2 separate regions of the Sus scrofa genome follow, and region 1 is linked to region 2. A link is a contact called in public HiChIP or PLAC-seq data. All regions are on one chromosome and are shown on one strand. The core of a region is the stretch at or near the end of the contact, and the rest is flanking DNA. Distances in the headings are between cores, read along the strand shown.

The links. HiChIP or PLAC-seq counts read pairs in DNA pulled down with a chosen protein or histone mark.
Region 1: an H3K27ac HiChIP or PLAC-seq map of skeletal muscle shows a contact between it and region 2, with 2.5 times the contacts expected there. The contact joins two enhancer-like sites. A contact is called at or near these places in 2 of 47 Hi-C or Micro-C datasets (embryonic fibroblasts and fetal skeletal muscle) and 1 of 2 datasets of contacts at active chromatin or transcription factors (skeletal muscle).

The regions. Positions count from the first base shown.
Region 1 is chr11:46,366,908-46,374,471 of Sscrofa11.1, reverse strand. It overlaps a transcript of KLF12 not described here. Among named protein-coding and RNA genes, the nearest start is that of KLF12, 62 kb to the right of the region's middle. Within about 2 kb of position 1,616, at least 7 of the 83 cell types and tissues checked have an H3K27ac peak or open chromatin away from gene starts, as enhancers often do. A contact at or near this core is called in skeletal muscle, where this site is marked.
Region 2 is chr11:46,063,584-46,070,245 of Sscrofa11.1, reverse strand. KLF12 (Kruppel like factor 12) reads left to right here. Exons shown (of 7, transcript NM_001134347.2): 5 at 1,004-1,066. Among named protein-coding and RNA genes, the nearest start is that of KLF12, 240 kb to the left of the region's middle. Within about 2 kb of position 2,950, at least 1 of the 83 cell types and tissues checked has an H3K27ac peak or open chromatin away from gene starts, as enhancers often do. A contact at or near this core is called in skeletal muscle, where this site is marked.

The DNA of each region.
Region 1 (7,564 bases), core at 367-2,866, 310 kb before region 2:
TGAGTCTCTTGGTCCCGGTCACCCTTCGCTGTGACCAGAGTCCAGACATGATGAAGGTTTTCTGCTTTTTCTTCCAGTCATCTTCCTTCTCAACAATGTACTCATGTCACTGTAAGCAGTATTTCTAGCACATTTTCTTGTCCAAGAAGGTTCACGCAGTACTTGCCGATTACAGGCCTTCCCTCTCCCCTTATTGAACATCTGCTGGGTGTGAAGTCCAGTTCCCGGGGAGGGAAATTCCAGCGTTTATAAAGCATTGTTCTGGCTGCTATGAAGCCAGAGGAGGTGGTATGTTGAATGGTGCACCGCTCTAGCCCTCTGCCTGCTGGAATTTGCATCCCGCTGAGCTGCTTCCTGAGCCTGTGACTTTGGCCAGGCTGTACCTTCTGTCCTTGTTTCCTCCTTGAGGGAACAGCATGCTAACCCTACCTTGTAGGGTTGTTGTGGGCCTTAAATGAATTAATATATAGAAGGGACTTAGTATAGTGCCTGACCCACAATAACCCCTATTATTATTATTATTATTATTATTATTATTATTATTATTGGTAGTGGTTGTACTGTTGGGAGAGGTAGATGGTATTTCTTTCCATTTTGATGCTTACAGTTTCATGAAAAGTTGAGAGTTCTATTACAAGGAATATGTATTAAGAGTAAATTATGTTTAGAATACAGCCAGCTTTTCACCACATGTGGCAAATGAAATTTTTCCCTGTGAGTCTTGTAGTTAGTAGAATTAGCTTAGATAATATGTTAAGTATACTTGGCTACGTACGTAATCCATCCTTAATTGCTTGAGCTATTTCAGTTTACAATAGCAAGTATGTGAAAATGCTCATTGTAAACATACGGGCCAAAACATAAACAAACTAGATAATAGAGTTTCCTGATACAATTGCTCTCTCCTCATTAGCTGTAAGTTAATGTGTATGAGCTTTTCTTTTCTTTTTTTGCTTTTAGGGCCGCACCTGTCATGTACGGAGGTTCCCCAGCTAGGGGGTCCAGTCGGAGCTATAGCTGCTGGCCTGTGCCACAGCCACAGCCACGCCAGATCTGAGCGACATCTGCATCCCACGTCACAGCTCACAGCGAGGCAGGATCCTTAACCCACTGATCGAGGCCAGGGATCGAACCCACAAGCTCATGGTTCCTGGCCAGATTCGTTTCTGCTGGGCCTTGATGGGAACGCCGGCATGAGCTTTTCTGATGAGTGCTGGTGTGGCTGTGATGTAGAGCACAGGGCAGCAGGGAAGACGCCAGAGATTTTGGAGGAAAGCAAGGCTGTGGATTGGCAGAGAAGAAGAGCAAAGGCAGAGTGGCCGAGAGGTGCAGTATTTCAGAAGTTCATGAGGCTGAAATGAGCAGATTTTATGCCAGGGAGAGGAAGCCAGGTGCTCTCCTGATTTTCCTCTCAGCTGCACTCATGGGAGAAAAGGACAGATGCCACGAGGGGTGACATTATCGAGAAGGGATTTACTCATGGCTCTGTGTGGCTTCCTCATGTCCAAAGGGCATTGCCTTTACAATTTAGAGAACTGGAATAGATACTTGCTTTGGGGAAAGAATTCTCCCATTTGAATGGCCTGTGATGGGATCCAGGCCAAGACTGTGGGGTGTGATGTTGGCCGGGGTGGATGGCCTGCTTCCTTGCCTGTTAACTCGATTCTCAGCTTTGATAAATGGACCCATTGTTATTTCCCATGGAGTGTCAGAAAACTGACTTTCAGTGGAAGAAGTCTTCTCAAGAGTGGGACCAGCAAAAAACTTAAAAAGCAACTTAGCCATCAATTAAAAAATATAATTCTCAGAATTATCTAGTGGGCAGCAGGTGGTTACCGGGGGACTGTGCATCCGTGATGTCCACACTTTTGATGCCAAAATTTTTGTTTTGGACTGTGGTCCAGTTTCTAGGTTTAAAAGCAATCTGACATTTACATTTATAGAATATTTTATAGTTTAATCCACAGTTACTCTAAGAAGAAGTTACAGTATCTTTCCCCCCCGCTTTTTTGTTTTTTTGCTTTTTAGGGCTACACCTATGGCATATAGAGGTTCCCAGGCTAGGGGTTGAATTGGAGTTGTAGCTGCCGGCCTGTGCCACAGCCACAGCCGTGCAGGATCTAAGCTGAGTCTGTGACCTAAACCACAGCTCACAGCAATGTCAGATCCTTAACCCACTGAGCAAGGCCAGGGATTGAACCTGAGTCCTCATGGATGCTGATTAGATTCGTTAACCACTGAGCCACAACAGGAACTCTCAGTATTTCCCTTTTTTATGCATAAGGAAAATGAGGGATAGAAGGTAAAATACATAATTTGGGAGTTCCTGTTGTGACACAGTGGAAACAAACCCTCATAGCATCCATGAGGATGTGGGTTTGATCCCTGGCCTTGCTCAGTGGGTCAGGGATCCGGTATTGCTGTGAGCTGTGGTGTAGGCAGGCAGCTGTAACTCTGATTTGACCCCTAGCCTGGGAGCTTCCATATGCTACAGGTGTGACCCTAATAAGCAAAAAAAAAAAAAAAAAAAAAACCCACAAAAAAAGCAAACCAAACCCCCCCAAAAGAAACAACCCCCCCCTCAAACCAACCAAATAAAAACAACATACTTTATTGTAGATGCTGTACCTAGAAGGCTTGGGAGCCAGACTGGGAATCCATGTCTTCTGATTCCAAATCTTTTTTTTTTTTTTTTTTTAAACTTAACACCACTCCCCCCCCCCCATTTCATCCCAATTCTCTCTGACTTCCTCTTTCTCTCTTTGGGGATGGGGTTTAATGGTGAGCCCTGGCGGTGTTTTTGATCCTCTGATGTAGACAGTTGAGTTGAGTCCATCATGCCTCGCGTCCCTTATTAGTACCCGGAAAGCGCCTTTCCTGTGGCACTCATTGCACTTCCTTTCTCTTCAATGCCCTCTCACACACCTCTTCTTGTCATGCCCTCCTCCTCACCACCAGCCAAGCATGCATTCCGATTGCTTGGAGTATGTCCCTGGATGTGCAAGAATCTTTGCAGAGTTGTCAGTGGTATTTATCAGTGAGTGTGGTTCATTTTTACAAATGGTTCCATGCCTAACACTCATTTCTCTTTCTTAGAGTTCTCACCCAACACTGTATTTGTAAATTGTATCTAATTTGCTGTTAGCTGACACTTTTGCATAGTATTCTATGACATTCACCTATTATGTTATGCTTTTCCACTCCCTAGTCTATACCTCAGATGCTTTCAACTCCCATTCGTACAGCGTTGCCTTAAGTATTTCCAAACACGTGTCTTTAAGAAGCGTGGTCAGAGTGAACATACTTAATGTCACTAATTGCTGCTATATTTTTATTTGTATTTTTTTCATAATGGCTGTCCTAGTTTAAACGATCACTAGCTGTGGGAAAAAGTTTCCCTTTTCCCAGATCACTCCACAAACTTGGTATTCTTCTTCTTTCTAGTTGTATACCATTCCGACAGGTATAAAGTCACAAGTCCTTATTTTGATGTGTATTTCCCTGATGTGTAGTGAGTTTTAACCTCTCTCCCACTCTCCCTCACTTGTTATACTATCCTTCGCCTTCATGGAACGTCCAACTCTCATTCCTTCTTACTGTTGAAATATCATTCTAGTTGGATGGGGATTGTGCCTGTCACTCCCCATATACCCCTTGCTCAGCACTGCCAGATTTCATCCTCCCAAAATTGTCTCCTGGATCCTCTGCTCAAAATCCCTTACATCGAGGGTTTAAAGTAGACTCTGCTTGTGTGGATGGCCCGCCCTCATCTGGCCCCACCGCCACAGGACGTTTGGTCCACAGTATATTTTTAGTCTTGGGTCTTACAGCTCCCGATGGCCCCTGACACATATTAGTTCTCCTCATTGTGCACTGCTCTTGCCCTGTGGCTTCTGTCAGAAATCGTCTCTTTGTTTTTTAGTTTGCATCAAAATTTTGTTTGCACATAGTTTAAACAGTCTGACTGACCAACACAGCTGGTTAAGAAGCAGCAGGAATTCTTTGCTTGTTTTCTTGGCCCTGGAACTACTAGGAACTGTTTCCTAGGTTCTTTTGCCTTCTAAACTTTGTATCTCTAAATAACTTGGGCACATTCCTTTTTCCTTTTTTTTTTTTTTTTTGTTTCCTAGAGTGTTGGCCCTTATCTACGGCCTTCCAAGTATATAATGCAGGATTTAGCTCTTTCCTACTCCCTTCTCCCACCCAGTCCACAGCTTTGCTGTCTGTCCGGTGTAGTTGTGTCAGCTTTGGTGAAGTCACTCTTAAGTGTTTCTGCAATGACACCAGTGGAGGCCCTGCTCAAAGCTGTGCCATGTGCAACATTTACGTTTCCTTTCTTGTAAACTTTATTGACTGATGTGTTTGTTTGCTGTGGGTTTTTAAATGTTTTAGTTTTTATTTATTTTTTTTTTGCTTTTTAGGGCCGCATCCAAGGCATTTGGAGGTTCCCAGGCTAGGGGTCCAATCAGAGCTGTAGCTGCCGGCCTACACCACAACCACAGCCACAGCCACTTGAGATCCGAGCCGCGTCTTTGACCTACACCACAGCTCACGGCAACGCCGGATCCTTAACCCACTGAGCAGGGCCAGGGATTGAACCCGTGTCCTCATGGATGCTAGTCAGATTCATGTCTGCTGAGCCACGATGGGACCTCCCTTTTTAATTTTTTTAAATTAAAATATAGTTGACTTACAATGTTGCATCAAATTCTGCTGTACAGCAAAATGACCAAGTCATACATACGTATACATTCTTTTTCTCATGCTGTCTTCCTTCATGTTCTGTCACAAGAGATTAGATATAGTGTCCTGTGCTGTACAGTAGGACCTCATTGCTTATTCCTTCGAAATGTAATAGTTTGCATCTACTAACCCCAAACTGTTTGCTGCATTTTTAGCATCATCACTGCTCCAGCCCTCAAGTCACCTGATATTCTCTCTATGCCTGCAGATGCCTCAGGTGTTGTGTCAGATCCTGCGTCTCGGACTTGAGTGTCACTCTGCCTTGCACACAGCTCTGGTTCTGCCAGTTCTTTCCTCTCCTTGAGCCTCTGTCCCCTTACCTCCTGGTTTCTCCTCCTCTGCTTACCTCCCTCTGAGGAGGGCCCTTGTAGGAGAAGTAAATCTTTGACGTCTGGCATAGCTTTGCTTTTATTTTTATTTTTTCTGTTGAGGGATGTTAGTTTATGTGCAGTCGTTCACTAATGCAAGTGATGAATTGAAAGTTATTAGGGCTCTGGTAAACACATAAAATATACACAGGTTGCATGTAACTTTTCTAAGTTGTAATTACAGGAGAGGCCCATTTCTTTGCTTTTGGGGCACCTAACATCTAATTTCTCCTGCTGTGCCCCCCCCCCCCCCCCCCCGATGTCTTTCCTTCCCAGTGAATTTCTGTTAGTTCTTCTCAGCCAGTCAGTCACAACCTCTGCTCTGGAGCTTTCTCCAGTCTCAGCGGTCTCCTGGGCTCCTCGCTATTCTCTCAGCATCTCCGCAGTTTCACAAGGTGGGTTTTGATGCCAGGATCTTAAAGGTGAACTTCTTATGAGTGGGGCCGAGTCTTTTGAATCTGTTTCCACTTCACCAATGGCAGATCTTTACTTGTATATTTTTTATTTTGATTTTATTTTATTTTTTTGAGGGCTGCACCTGCAGCATATGCAAGTTTCCAGGCTAGGGGTCTAATCGGAGCCACAGCTGTCGGTCTGTGCCATAGACACAGCAACATCAGATCTGAGTCGAGTGTGTGACCTACACCACAGCTCACGGCAACGCTGGATCCTTAACCCACTGAACGAGGCCAGGGATTGAACCTGCATCCTCTTGGATACTAGTTCAGTTCATTTCTGCTGCATCAGGACCAGAATGCCCTACTTTATATTTGATTGATGGTGTAGTTGGGTTTGGACTTCGGGATTGGACATAATTTTTCCTTTGGGATTTCGAAGGCATTCCTCTGCCCTGGCTTCTGTTTGGGTGTCATTGAGATTCCTAATACTTTAGGGGATGACTTTTCTCCCCTACCCCCACCCCCCTTGCTTTTTCTCTCTCTCTGGAGTCTTGTGTAAGTGTCTTCCTGTTGGAAGTGTTCTGAATTTCTCAATGATGTGCCTTTGTGTGGTCTGTTTTCATCCAATTTTGCAGGGAACTCGGCTGGTTCTGTCATTCTTTCACCTTAAACCCTTGTGTTAGGGAAGGTCTTCTTTTTCCAAATGCAGCAATCTCTTGTTATCCGTATTGACTCCTTTATGAGTTCAGCGAGCAAGCCACCAGGTAGGGCGATGTTAGAGGATCCAGGAGGAATCTTTCCTCCAAAGCATGCTACCCCAGGGTTTATTCTCATCATCTCTTCTGTTCAGGAAACAAGGGTTTGGGGAGCAAGAAGGTCATGTTTGGTTGACGCTGACCCCATCTCCGTTTTCGGTTTTCTCTTTAACTCCCGTATCTGTATGTTGAACATCCTAGACTTCAATTCCTATTTCTTCGATTCCAATGATTATTTTGCTCCTATTTTGTCTATCTAAAAGATGGTGTCATCATCATCTTCCCATCCTTCTATTTATTGCATTTTTTTAAATTTCTAAAAACACTTGTTCTGACCGTAATCCTTTTTGTTTTTTATTTTTATTTTATCTTATTTTTTGGGGGGCTGCACCTACAGCATATGGAAGTTCTTCCGGGCTAGGGGTCAAGTCAGAGCTGCAGCTGGTGGCCTACACCACAGCCACAGTGACATGGGATCTGAGCTGTGTCTGCGACCTACACCACAGCTCACGGCAACACTGGATCCTTAACCCACTGAGCGAGGCCTCCTCCTCATGGATACTAGTCGGTTCCACTTCACCACAATAGGAACTCCCCATAATCCTTTTAAAATGATGTCCTTTTCTTGTTTTTTGAATGCATGCATAATCTCTGTAATCTCAGGTGGAGCACTGAACAACTTCCTGTAAGCTTTGCATTGAAGTGTGGGCTTCTCTGCAGAGTCACCTGGCTGGGCTGCTCTTTGTTGAGCCTCGGATGGCAGGAAATAGCTGTACGCTTGATTCTAGGTTCTCATAGAAAGAGCTCCCAGATGCCTGTCTACAGGTGTAGGCTGGGCCACAGTGTACAGCCTGAATGGGAAGAAAACTGAATTTCTCTGTCCTCTGTTCTCTGACTCACTCTGTTCTCTGTCCAATGCCCTCACTCACACTGTGTCTCTGGCCTCCCAGTGGAGATCCCCCAAGGTTTTCCTCTATCCAGAGAGTAGATCACAGTCTTCTTGGACTGGGGAGGGCAGTCATCTGTGTTTAGTAAGGTAGGACATCTGGTGCTCTCCCTAATTCTTAGAGGGACTGTCAACCAGAATAATAGAATTTTTACTTGAGCTCTCATTAGAGCTAATTTTACCCCTATTCTGGAGTCAAATAGAGCTGACCCATCCTCCCAGATTCTGGAAGATTTTGTTGGGTAAATCAGATTGCTTCTCACTTTTCCCCACAATTGGCTCAGCCTTGTTCAGCTTTCGAGGGTCTGCTAAATCATTTACCTTTCTTCCTTCTGCTTTCTGCCTTTCCATTTT
Region 2 (6,662 bases), core at 1,701-4,200:
GCCCTGCTGTTAGGTATATAAAGGGAACGTAGAGGCGTTCCCTGGTGGTGCAGCGGGTTAAGGATCCAGCGTTGTCACTGTGGTGCTGTGGATTCGATCCCTGGTCTGAGAACTTCCATGTGTTATGAACATGGCAAAAAAATATAAAATAAAAAATAAAGGGAAGGTAGGCAGCTTTCTGTGCCTGCAGTTTCTCAGTTGCTTTCCAATTGAAATAATCCTTATGCCAAAGGAGTGTACTTTGGGGTGGCTTATCCTGATCCCCTTCGTTATCTTGCTTTTTAGGGCTTTAAATCTACAGGTCGACTGAGGAAGTGTGTACTTAGACTGTCTCCTTTGTCCTCCTTGTGAGAACAGATAGCAGAAAAGGTTTATTCAGGGCCAACACCAGACCTTACATTACATTTTTTTTTTTTTTTTTTAGGGCTGCGCCTGCAGTATATGGAAGGTCCCAGGCTAAGGGTTAAATCGGAGCTGCAGCTGCCAGCCTGTGCCACAGCCACAGCAACACCAGATCCAAGCTGTGACCTACACCAAGCTCATGGCAATGCGGTATCCTTAACCCACTGATCGAGGCCAGGGATCGAACTCACATCTTCATGGATACTCAACAGGTTTTTAACCCGCTGAGCCACAGTGGGAACTCCAGCATTACTTTTATGTGCTCTTAAACCTGGCAAGGACTACATAGGCAACAGAAACTTTTTGTTGGCCTGAATGCATGAATTAACTTATTAAAACTGGTGGTCCTGCTTTTGGGGATCTTCACAGCGAACTTTGTGACAAATGCTGGTTATGGTGAAAGTGGTGGAACAGGAAAGAGAGGCTTTTGGTCTGCAGGTATTTAACTGCATCCATTTCCCAAGAGGTGATCAAGTTCCAGGGCATCTTATATGATGCAAATCTAAAGGAGACCATGTATCAGCCAGATCCCTTTGTATTCGTTCATTTATCATCAGGAATATGCTCTTGTAATGACTGGATTACTCTCATCTACCTGTAGGGTACATCCGTCCCCAGTGTCCAGGGTCCGGGGAAATCGAATGAATAATCAGAAGTTTGCTTGGTGAGTATACAGTTTAAGTTATGAGAATTTGTAAGTCTTATGGAAAATGTTAATAGGCTGTGTTAAAAGAGAATTGTTCTTGATTCTCTGTAGAGATTACATTTCTACTGACTAATTACCTTATCTCCCTTTCCTTTGGAAAGTCCTAAACAGACATCAAGAGTCCATTTCCAGCCAAACGTCTTCACTTACCAAAAACTGAGCATAACATTTTTTCCCTAACAGATATGGCTTGTTTCCCAGGATTATTAACTATTATATTTTTAAACAATGTTTCCCATTTTTGAAGATACTATAATTTTTTTTGGTGAGATTTAGACAACATTTCAGAGTTTTCTCAGGGACTAACTTCTATTTCTCATGAAGATTTTCATAGTAAATTAATCTATTATACTAATTTTGATGAGTACTATTTAGATGACTTGTTCTGACCTAAGCCTTAAATAACGAGGGATTTGGGGTTTTGTTTTTGCTTTTGCTTTTCAGGGCCACACATGTGGCATATGGAAGTTCCCAGACTAGGGGTCGAATCTGAGGTTGCAGCTGCTGGCCTGCGCCACAGCTCACAGCAATGCCGGATCCTTAACCCACTGAGTGAGGCCAAGGATCAAACCTGCATCCTCATGGATCCTAGTGGGGTTTGTAACCTGCTGAACCGCAAAGGGAACTCCCAGATTTGTGTTTTAATTTGGGGAGATATGAAGATCTCTCCCTGACTGGTTCTGGGACAGAAATAGGGGTGGAACTTACCAGAAATGATCTGAAAAATTACTTCAACTGTAGAGCGTTGACTACTGATTCTTTAAAGATGGGAATTCAAGTGTTTCACAAATGTTTCAAAGGAAACAAAAAGTAAAAGTAAATGTAGTTTTGAAATCCATGTTTGTTTACATTACTCCGTTCCACAAAATTAACCTTCCTTGGAAGATACCTTTAGTGTATCTTCAAAAAAAGGAAGGAAGGGAGGGAGGGTGGATGGAGGGAAAAGGAAAAAAAAAAAAGAGGGAGTTCCCGTTGTGGCACAGCGGAAACAAATCCAACCAGGAACCATGAGGTTGCAGGTTCCATCCCTGGCCTCACTCAGTGGGTTAAGGATCCGTCGTTGCCGTGAGCTGTGGTGTAGATCGCCGATGTGGCTCGGATCCTGCGTTGCTGTGGCTGTGGCGTAGGCTGGCAACTGTAGCTCCGATTGCACCCCTAGCCTGGGAACCTCCATATGCCTCTTTTTAGGGTGTGGCCCTAAAAAGACAAAAGACAAAAAAAAAAAAAAAAAAAAAGAACCGTGTAGTGTCATACTTCAAAGGTGAATAAAAATTCACAGGTCTCTATTCTAACTTCAATGATTCACACTTAGAATGGGATTTTGATTAAAAACTATGCCTTTTTTTTTTTTTAAAGTATGGGAAGATGATTACCAAAGATTGAGCTTCCAAATTAATTTTATTCCTACATCAGGATTATTTTTAGACACAAAATAATGATTCTTTGGATTTGAATAGTGCCTAATCAGCTCGCCTCCCTTCCCCCATTAAATCTAATTAACCCTCACAATAGCTTGGGGATGTTGTTAAATATTATGCTTTTCTTTTTCATGGAGGGGGACGTGGAGCACCCAGGGAGCAGCCACTCGCTTACACACATGTCTAAAAGCTGGGCCATCTCTCATGGTTTCTCACAGTCGCTAAAGCATATTGTCCCCCATCCAACCTGGAAAGCTCGGGGGATGATAACGTGGATGGCTAGGACATCAAAGGAGAGGGAGAACTCAGGTTGCTTTGGACATCATGGAATTGATATTCCTTCTCAGTCCAAGGCGTGTTGTGCTCAAGAAACTTCCAGAGACCATGACACGCTCAAGTGGGTGGCATAGCTCACAGATTGAGTACCACGTGCTCAGAATCGAGATCCAGTTTCTACAGCTCATTGCTCCGTGCCTGTTTGTGGAACACCAAGTACAGGACGACACAGTTTTTTTTTCCTCACTTGTCCTTCCTAGAGCATTAGAGCAACAAGGCTTTGTTCCTCCAGGATTCATGGCACGTTATTTGGTTGGTAAATTTAAACTCCGTTTATCTTCAGAGAAGGAATCCATGAAAAACAAAAAATCTCTACTATGGGCCTTGAGAAAATTCAGCTTTTATTTATTCAACATGTATTTACCTTCCCAGGCCCTGTGAAAAGCACTAGATTAGAAAGAGAAATAAAACATGGTTTCTGTCCACATGGGACTCTCTGTCTCGGAGCAGGGTGTGTGTGTGTGTGTGTGTGTGTGTGTGTGATATGTCACACGTGTAATATACATATTATATGATATCATACAAATAATATAGAATAAAATGTGGAACACCCTCTGAGAGAGATGTAGTAGAATGTTCAGAGGAGAAACTATCAACTCTATTTAAGACTAGTTTGGGAGTGGGCAGTAGAAATTGGGAAGCCTATGAAGGAAGGAAGATTTTTCAGAAGACCATCCCCAAGGAGGTTTTTGGGTAAAGACCCAGAATGAAAAGGAAAAGCAGGGAGTGCCCATTATGATTCAGTGGGTTGAAGAACCTGCCCTCATGTCTCTGAGGATGCGGGTTCGATCCCTGGCCTCGCTCAGTGGGGTCAGGATCTGGCGTTGCCACAAACAGTGGCGTAGGTCACAGTCGAGCCTTAGATCTCATGTTGCTGTGGCTGTGGTGTAGACAGGCAGCTGCAGCTCCGATTTGACTTCTGTCTTGGGAACTCCCATGTGCTGCAGGGTTGACAAAGCGCTCCCTTTATGGACTCAAACATGTCCACAAAGACCTGGGACCTTTCTACATTAACTCTAGTAGGAGCACACATGGTTTTAATACACCTGCTTCATTTGGTCATGAGTTCGTTACAAATCCTATTGCCTATACTCCCTCGAACTTTTCTTAAGCAAATACTGTGAAACTGGTATATGGAATAAATCAGCCGGCTAGGAAGAAGCTCAGTAAATCACCCGGCCTCTACCTCTAGTGAAGTGATAAACACTTGCTAGTTCTTTGTGAAATATTGACTCTGAAAATCCAAAAGGTTTAAATACTCCTGCTAGCCATAGAGATGAAAGTGTTAGTTGTGCTCCCCAAAATAGAAGTTTGGGATCATTTATAGACCTAGATGCCAAGTTCAACACTTAGGTCTGGCTTGAGTTAGATGTGCAAACACTGTATGTGAGTGATGCTGGGTGATTCTGTGAAGCTAGCACGTGCTCTAGTCAGTTAAAAAATATTGTTCCTCACATAAACAATTACACCTCAGTCAAAGATGAAAAGGCTTGAGCGTCTAAGTTATGCCTAGGAGATGCATGACAATTGGTAGGTTTGTAAATGTCAAGGACATTTGAGCTTTCAAACCATGTTTACTATTGAGTTAAAGATGGCTGGAAATTTTAAGTCGTGTTTTTCTATGCATACTGTGCCTATGAGAGGTGGCATCCATTGGCCTCATGCCTGTGGCAGCATTTCCTCTGGAGCTCAAGAAATGTGTAGAAAAGAATGTCTCTTCAAGGCAAACAAACCTGCTGCAATGGAAAGAAATTGTGGTAGAAATGTACATAGCCAGGAAGGAGCTGAAAGCACCAGGATGTAGGGGATCCAATGACAGATGTTGGGGAAGAGCCAGGTCTGTTAAAACTGTCTGCTAACTCGCAGGGATTAAAGAATGGCAGAAAGAATTTCTTGCAGGACATATTAGCGCCCCAACAAAGAACACGAGATCATTGTCCAACTCATTGGGTATTCAGTTCATCAGAGGTAGCAATCCAGGCCAGACAGGAACTCTCTCCGTCGGAATGGCTCTCCCCTCACTGCCATCCTGCTCCAGGAATATTTGTTCATTTGTGCATTGAGGAAGCCTTTGAGGTTCAGCATGTGAACTGCATTCTCTGTGCCTTGTATCCTAGCTCTCCTCTTCCGCACCTTCCTTTGATACCGTATCCATGCAAATTATAACTATACAACCTTTTTGAGAGCATTTGCTATTCTTTTCTTGCATTTGATAATGATGGGGGGGAGGAGTATTTTGCCCCATTTGGGGCAAATGGGCAGAAAGGGGGCAAATCTTATTAAAGAATTGAATGTGCAGGAGTTTCTGCCGTGATGCAGCAGGATCGGCAGCGGCATCTTGGGAGTCTGGGAGTCTTAATCCCCAGCCTGGCACAGTGGGTTAAGAATCCAGCATTGCCCCAACTGTGGCTCAGATCTGCTCTCTGGCCTGGGAATCCCCTATGCCAGGGGACAGCCAAAAAAAAGAGTTGAATGTGCAAATAGCTTTTCTTCTTCCCAGTTCTTTTTACTTGAAGCTGTTGTATTCTGATATCAACCCCACGAGAGTCGATGTTTCCAAGGCATCTTCCAGAGCTTTTATTCCCAAGACTATTCTAGAGATCTGGAAGCTGTGTTTGGTATGGATGAGTAGGGTGGAACCAGAATAGGGAGGAGGGTGTGGGAAAGACCTCTGAACACTGAAGTTGATTTAAGGCTCCAGATGTTCCAGGATCACTGGGAGGATTCCAAAAATCTTCATGGAGTATATGCTTATTTTTAGCTTTTCACGTTCTTCTCTTCATTTCTCGTTCCACCTTGCTCCAGTCTGAAAGATTTCAAGGACCGGGGCGTGTATGGTTGTTTGATTAAAGCGACAGTAATAGTTGTACTGTTCATTCAAAACATAAATCTAGGGCGCTTATGTAAGGGAGGTATGTGTCACGTCATAGCGACTATGTGCCATTTATATGATGATGAAGAAAATGAGGCATTTTTTTAAAATAGGAATTGTCATCAATAAGATAGCATTAATTTTCTCTCACCACTAGTTTCAGTCATGATTCCTTTCTGATCAACATGCCTGACATGTTAGGTAGCTGTATACAAAAGAAGCTCCAGTTTTGACACCGTATCCATGCAAATTATGACACATTTTGGGTATGAATCACATTTCCCATTTGGAAGTGAAAAAGTTCCGTGTCACAAATTTTGGGAAGAGCGGGAAGAACCTTTTCGCACGTTGAGGTTTTATTGTTGGGTATGCCGTGCTACAGTGAACTTAAATATATGCTGAGAGTTGCAAATGTTGGACCGGACTTCATCCAGTCTTTTTCAAGGATATAAGTCCTGTGGATTTTTGTCATGAGAATAAGAACATTCCTTCTTATTTAAATGTTTTTGCCTTAATTGAGGAAGGCACTATCGTTGATGATATTGCAGTCAAATGCTCTACCATGGAGGTATACCCCCTAAAGTTGGTCTTGGAAATTTTTAGGAAGCTTATAGAGAACTAGCCCTTTAAGCGGGGGTGGGGCAGAATATTTCTGATGTTGCAGGGCCATAAAGGAACTAAAAACATCATCAAGTTCAGTTCCACCCCTCGTGTAACAAATGTAGACATGGAGATAGAAAGACAAAAGTGTGTTATGCGTCAGAAGGGGCTGTAAACCCAGGTCTCTGAGCTCCTGTCCAGTCATCTTTCTGCTCCGTGACAGTTGGTTACCTGTGGGCAGAACAAGAGACATGCTCAAGAGGAAACAAGATGGATGTTTAATTCAGTACAAGGGAAGCATAAAGCCTTTTTTTTTTTTTTTTTTTTT